Regions from separate parts of the Hordeum vulgare genome. Here region 1 is linked to region 2. Evidence: chromatin contacts called from public Hi-C data. All regions are on one chromosome and are shown on one strand. Each heading gives the region's core, a stretch centred on a gene start, on an enhancer-like site or on the middle of the called end of the contact. The rest is flanking DNA. Distances are from core to core; before and after follow the strand shown.

The links. A called contact is a pair of places that touch in the nucleus more often than the background predicts.
Region 1: a contact with region 2 is called in a Hi-C map of seedling, with 2.6 times the contacts expected there. The contact joins the promoter of LOC123444253 here to the promoter of LOC123444252 in region 2. A contact is called at or near these places in 2 of 6 Hi-C or Micro-C datasets (leaf and seedling) and 1 of 1 datasets of contacts at active chromatin or transcription factors (embryo).

The regions. Positions count from the first base shown.
Region 1 is chr3H:459,528,495-459,532,156 of MorexV3_pseudomolecules_assembly, forward strand. It overlaps LOC123444253 (calcineurin B-like protein 10), which reads left to right and starts at 1,842. Exons shown (of 9, transcript XM_045120917.1): 1 at 1,842-2,038; 2 at 2,133-2,346; 3 at 2,444-2,526; 4 at 3,136-3,195; 5 at 3,476-3,584. The coding sequence starts at 2,009.
Region 2 is chr3H:459,320,765-459,324,349 of MorexV3_pseudomolecules_assembly, forward strand. LOC123444252 (glycine dehydrogenase (decarboxylating) 1, mitochondrial-like) reads left to right here and starts at 1,624. Exons shown (of 15, transcript XM_045120916.1): 1 at 1,624-2,927; 2 at 3,080-3,325; 3 at 3,414-3,491; 4 at 3,584-3,585. The coding sequence starts at 1,734.

The DNA of each region.
Region 1 (3,662 bases), core at 592-3,091, 210 kb after region 2:
CGTTATATTGTGTTGGTTATTTCTTTGTAAAGATTAATTATTTAGGCCTGCGCTTTATATCCCGCAATTCATACTTGCTACTATTAATATATCTTGTGTTTAGTGTGAATTGCTAACTTGTGTCGTACACTTTCATATCTTGTGTTATTGCCCAAGTAAGTATGTATAACTTACTTGTACTTGTTAGTATCCTTGTCGTGCTCATCTTATTAGAATAAGTAGTTGGTACACCCGGTTGAGCCTACTATATTTAGGATTTGTGCTTGGAACATATCCGCTTAATTTATTTTCGCATTAGGATATGGCCAAATCCGTAATAAGATTTTAATACGCCTATCCACCCCCTCTAGGCGACATCCTGGTCCTTTCAGTTGTTTCCTTGTTGAAGGTATCACCAAGGAGTTCCAACACCTCTCACATACTCGAGATATTGTCTCTAGGTGAAAAACAAGACCCGCCTTGCCGGATCTACGATAGCGGTGTCCTCGACATCATTACTTCCATAGAAGCACTGTTTTAGAGATAAGTTATTATGGCGGTAACACCCCGTTGGTAGTGGTGTGGCTGGTCCGAAGTTGGTGATGGCAGGGTGCAGGTGGTGTGCGCGTTGACTCGCCTTCTAGGTGTTAGTGGTAGATGGAGCACTCTTTACACGTGGGTAACATTAGGCGTGCCTCGTTGGTCTCCCTCTCGGGACTGGAGCGACACTCTTGTCCACCTCCTTCCAGACGTGTCTTCTCTCCTGGTGTTGATGAGATCGACAAACATGCATGTGGTGGGAACAACCGAAGTTGTGGTGAAGTTGAAGTCATCAGGTCAGTCAATGTGATGGGCGATTTATATGACGTTGGTTTTGTTGTGTATTGACTCCTTGTGGCATTTTCGTATTTCTTATGATGTGGTAGTCCTAATTCAGCTAGGGGTGGTTTTTGTCGATGTGAAGACTTTTCCTCTAATAAACTGAGTAATGGGTATCTATACCATCTTTTTTTTGTTCAACAACTTACGTGTTATCATTAAAAAATGAATTGCTCAATTGCTACTTATAGAAATAACTTTTTAACGCGGTACAAACGCAGGTGCCCACACATATACATATACTTATTTTTATGGATATGCACATGCATATCCCATCACTACGATCATCTTGGAGATACTGGCCCGCCATAAAAACTTGAGATTACAACTTAAGATTAAGAAAATCACCATAGTCGCGTCCGTAGCCAACGGAATGTTTCCTTCCACCATCGCACACATGCTAATATTAGAAGCTAGTGGCGAACAAATTCCATTTGTTGAGGTTTATTAACATGACCATTTAGATCTTTGCATGAGACGGCAAAACTATTTTATACTTCCTTTGTTTCTAAATATAAGTCTTTTTAAAGTTTTCAGTAGAGAACTATATACAGAACAAGACGAAGTATATAGACATACTTTAGAGTGTAGATACACTCATTTTATTTCGTATGTAGTCCTTTAGTAAAATTTTTAAAAAGACTTATATTTAAGAACAAGACGAAGTATTACTTTCTCCGTCTTAAAATAAGTGTCTTAACTTTATACTAGCTCTAGTATAAAGTTATACTCCCTCCGTCCGGAATTAATTGTCGCACAAATTGATAAAAATGGATGTACCTAGAACTAAGATACATCTAGATACATCCATTCATATGACAAGTATTTTCGGACGGAGGGAGTACTAAGTTTGACACTTATTTTGAGACAGATTGAGTATGCAGCAAATCAGCAATCATGGAATCACCGGGTTACTCTGGCGTGTGGCCGCGGTGGATCGGTGAATGATTGGAGCAACCCACTTGGACGGCCTAAATACAACAGGACCACCCAGCTGGCAAAATATCTTTGCCAGAACAATTGAACTGGACGGAGACGCCAATCTGCCAGTTCACCAAGAACTCCGGCGGCCGCGCGCCGGTACGTGACGTTCCCGGCGACCGGCACCCCGTCGATCGATGATTCGCTGCCAGCCGCAGCTGCCCAGCCCATGGACCCCTCCCGCTCATCCAACACCCTCGTAATAGCTAGCACCTCCGCCGGCTCACTACCACCCATGATCTGACCTTTGATAGTTCATAATCTGATCCGGTTGTCGTTCGCTGATGCGGCAGGGGTCGAGAAGCTCTCTGACGCTCGGGGAACTCGCATGCATGGCATTGTTCCCGGTGCTCGCCGTGGTGGACGCGGTCGCCCTCGCCGCCGCGCACTGCTTCCAGAGGCGCCCGCCCGCCCTCCGCGCCCACGCGCGCCAGCGCCAGCGCCACCGAGCCAGCGGCCGCCTCACGTTCCGTGAGCTCGCCGACCTCGCCGACGAGTCATGCTGCTGTAAGAACAGCTGATTTTTCGGGTTGCGTGTCTGTCTTCTTGTATTTCGTTTTGTGGCCTGAGATTGATGTGGTTGTGGCTCGTGGTGGCCTTGCAGTCTCGGTGAACGAGGTGGAGGCCCTGTACGAGCTGTACAAGAAAATCAGCTGCTCCATCATCAACGACGGCCTTATCCATAAGGTTTACAGATGTTGAACTTCTCTCCTTTTTAGCCTACCGCTCCAGTTTATTCAGTAACGGGTGTCAGATTTCGGATCAGCCGAGCTTGTCTATCTCAAATTGCTAGGCTGCCGTGGCGGCTCGAACGGTTCGAGCCTTCGAGGATTGGTGAAGATCAAGCATGGAATCTGAGAAAATGGCTGACCTGTTTCTTTCTTTTGGCAATTAAACAAATTTCTTGTGTCAACTATGTCAGTTAGGACTCGGGACTATTAATTCAGGCTGCATTCCAGTGTGCTATGCTCATTCTTTTGAAGATCAAGTATTAAAAAGACTTGATGTTTGCTTACTACGTACTCCCTCTGTACCTAAATAATTGTAGTTGGTGAAAATGACCCTAATGTTCTTATAGACAACCAGAAAGGTGAAGTGTACCAAGATGTTTGTCATGGACAGTAGGACCTTAGTTAAAGCTGTCGATTAGTGACTAATCTAGACATTTATGATTATTTGTTAGGCAATAGGAAGCTAGCTTCCAGGTAAAGGAAGTCATAGATGTAACCGATGTAAGCACCGTTAATTTTTAAACTTTTGGTGGTCACTAATTATAAAGGTTTTGTATGTTTTCAGGAGGAGCTGCAGTTAGCTTTGTTCATGACACCGTCAGGCAAGAATCTGTTCTTAGATCGGGTAAGGCAAAAGCTTGCTCTCCCAGTTCCGTGTTTAAAATATTCTCGAACACTTTGCCTACGTAAGTATAATTAACCTGCTGTTTTGTCTTGTATCTAAAAGTAAGACTTAGTCTTAGTTAAGGTAATTGGTAATCTCGCAGCTGTCACTGTATCTGTATCAAATATTGTTGGTGTATGGTAAGGCTACTTGTTATATTTCATAGCAGTTTTGATTTATGAACTTTCCTTGCCTATCACACAGCTGGACTATTTGAATATGTCTCTTCTTCTCTATGTAGGTTTTTGATCTTTTTGATGAAAAGAAAAATTCTGTTATTGAATTCGAAGAGTTTATCCATGCAATAAGTGTGTTTCATCCAAATGCTCCCATGGAAGATAAAATTAATTGTAAGGTTACTTAGGATTTGGGAATTATCAAGATTCGTTTTCATGTTAAATTTTATCTGTTGTTGATTATTTATTTAT
Region 2 (3,585 bases), core at 374-2,873:
GGGCCGGCTAGTGTTAGGAACACAACTCGGGCACATCCATAGTTTTGGTACCCTCCGATCACTGGATGCTTATGTCTGACAACGCAAACAAAACAAGACAAAACACAATTCATTTATCAAACAATGCTAACTATGCAGTAGAAATTACTAAATGAGTATTGACTTATTATGAAGTAATTATTTGTCACCAGGGCGGCGGTCGATCTACCTTCTTCCCGGTTAGGACTACGGGTCCCGTCGCTCTTCGCTCGTCACTTCGACGACGGAAGGGGGCGGGGACCCCAGGGATTCGATTTGGTGGTGAGTGGTGATAGGGTGAGGAATAAAGTTAGGCTTTGTCTCCGATTGACGGTGGCAAGCCGATGGCGTCGCTGCTAGCATGAGTAACGTCCACCCATCTCGACCTCGTTCCGATGGTGCTTCTTCATATTGTCGAGAGTCGTGTGAAGGATGGTGTGTCCAATGATATGGTTTTACGGATCTTGTTTTCTTGTAGTAGATTTTTCTCGATCGCCATGCGATTGTCCTCTGGCTTCATTTCCGACTGCCAAAGGTTGGACAACCTCAATCTCATCGTAGAGCGTGTGAGATTTGTATTTTCGACTTCTACCGGTAGCAACTATAACATCAAATTATACAGTACTTCCTATGTACCTAAATAATTATAGTTGAAGAAAATTAGTACTTGTAGCAACTACTGAATTTTTTCACTAAACAATATCAACGGTATAATTATTTCTAGCCAGCCCTGCCAATCAAATGGTACTTCAACCAGACAACTAAAAAATAACTTGAACGGAAGATGAAAAGCTTTCTAAAATATGTTAGCAGACTATAGGTGGTTGGTGGAACAACGACATCCGGCCTCCCACCCTCACGGGTACCCAGAGATTCTTTCGCGGTAGGTGATCCCAACCATCATCCGGGTCTGCTCCGCTTGGACGCATACCAAACCCACGCCGGTCACTGACGCGCGGACCATCCCCAGCCAATGCAGTTCGACCTTCCCTGGTTCTCCTACCCCGGCCAATGGAGCCCCACGCCATCCCCACGTGTTACCACTTCCTGGACTGGATCCAGCATGCATCCGTCGGCCGTGGCGTCGCGCTCGCCAGCGCCGCACCGATTCGGCAGCTCCCCGCTCGGCACCACGCCATGCCATGCCACCGGGTGTAACAGACGCCGCAAAAATTACGGCCCAGCGGGCAGCGGTCTCCACAGAATTTTCTGCGGCGGGAGGGGAGATTGGGGCGGAGGAAAGCGATAAGGTCCAGGCAGCTTGCAGCGCCGGAGTTGGGACGCGCGTCGTCTCTCTCATCTCTCCCGCCCGATCGACCCATCGTCTTCCTCCCGATCGATACCTCCCCCCGTCGCCCGTTCCCACTCTACTTGCCGGTTTCTGTGGCTGGGCCTCTTATACCGGCCGCTGCTCGGCCCCTCGTCCATCCAAACGCCATCCTCCTCCCCGCCGCCCGTTGCCGATCACCACTGTCAGCGCCCACGTCACCCTGAAACCTCCGTCTCGCGCCGTGCTCTCCACCTCACTCCCACCCCACCCCAGCTGAGCACAACCGAACGCGCCGATATATATTGGCCAACCAAACCAAATCACACTCCCTAACCCAGCCACACCCGCTCTTCTCGCCAGGAGCGGAGGCCACCCACCTCCCACCCCCACCCCATCCATCCCTGCCGCCGCGCGCGTGCGTCTCCGCATCCACCCCCCCAGCCCAATGGAGCGCGCACGCCGCCTCGCCAGCCGCGCGCTGCTGCGCCGCCTGCTCGCGGCCTCCTCGTCCGCCACGTCCCCGTCCCCGTCCCGCGGCGTCTCCACCCTGGCGCCCAGGCCGGCGGCGGCCGGGTCGCGCCCCCGCGCGCGCCCGGCGCACCAGTACACGCCCGGCCGGCCCGTCTCCGTGTCGGCGCTGCAGCCCAGCGACACCTTCCCGCGGCGGCACAACTCGGCCACCCCCGCCGAGCAGGCCGTTATGGCGTCCGAGTGCGGCTTCAACACCCTCGACGCGCTCATCGACGCCACCGTCCCGGCCGCAATCCGCGCGCCGCCCATGCAGTTCACCGGCAAGTTCGACGCAGGCTTCACCGAGTCGCAGATGCTCGACCACATGGCGCACCTCGCCTCCATGAACAAGACCTACAAGTCCTTCATCGGGATGGGCTACTACAACACCCACATCCCCGCCGTCATACTGCGCAACCTCATGGAGAACCCCGCGTGGTACACGCAATACACGCCTTACCAGGCGGAGATCGCCCAGGGCCGCCTCGAGTCGCTGCTCAACTACCAGACCATGGTCGCCGACCTCACCGGCCTGCCCATGTCCAACGCCTCGCTGCTCGACGAGGCCACCGCCGCCGCCGAGGCAATGGCCATGTGCCTCGGCATCGTCAAGTCCAAGAAGAAGACCTTCCTCATCGCCTCCAACTGCCACCCGCAGACCATCGACATCTGCAAGACGCGTGCCACCGGCTTCGACATCAACGTCGTCGTCTCCGCCGCCAAGGACTTCGACTACAGCAGCGGCGACGTCTGCGGCGTGCTCGTGCAGTACCCCGGCACCGAGGGGGAGGTGTTGGACTACGCCGAGTTCGTCAAGGACGCGCACGCGCACGGCGTCAAGGTGGTGATGGCCACTGACCTGCTCGCGCTCACCACGCTGCGCCCGCCGGGCGAGATTGGCGCCGACATCGCCGTGGGCTCCGCGCAACGCTTCGGCGTGCCCATGGGGTACGGCGGCCCGCACGCTGCCTTCCTCGCCACCTCCCAGGAGTACAAGAGGCTGATGCCCGGCCGCATCATCGGTGTGAGCGTCGACTCCAGCGGCAAGCCCGCGCTCCGCATGGCGATGCAGACCAGGGAGCAGCACATCCGGCGAGACAAGGCCACCAGCAACATCTGCACCGCGCAGGTACGCGAGCACCCCCACCCACTCACCAATTTTCCTGATAGTGACAGCACAATAGCTAAGAGTTCGTGCTACCTGATACGGGTGGGTGGGTTAGTGGCCGAGCATATTATCATAAATTAGTGATTCATTAGATACCTTTTGTCACTTTATAGGCGTTGCTCGCCAACATGGCGGCGATGTATGCCGTCTACCATGGTCCGGCTGGCCTGAAGGCGATCGCCGACCGTGTCCATGGACTGGCTGGTACTTTCGCCCATGGTTTGAAGAAGCTCGGGACAGTGACAGTGCAGGAGCTGCCCTACTTTGACACGGTCAAGATCACTTGCGCCGATGCTAATGCCATTGCTGAGGAGGCCCGCAAAAACGAGATGAACCTTCGCGTTGTCGACGCAAACACGGTTCGTTTTCAGCTGATTTCTGTTGTGTTCCACTCCAACCGAATTAGTTCTGAGTTTCGAGCATTAATTTCGAGTTGTGATATTGTAGATCACCGTTGCCTTTGATGAGACCACCACCTTGGAGGATGTTGACAAGCTGTTCAAGGTTTTCTCTGGTGGCAAGCCAGTAAGTAGTCACCAACCAACTGCATAATTCCGCGTGCTTCATGTCAAATTATGTCGCAAATTTAAATGATGTTCTGGCAACAACGCTTTCAGGT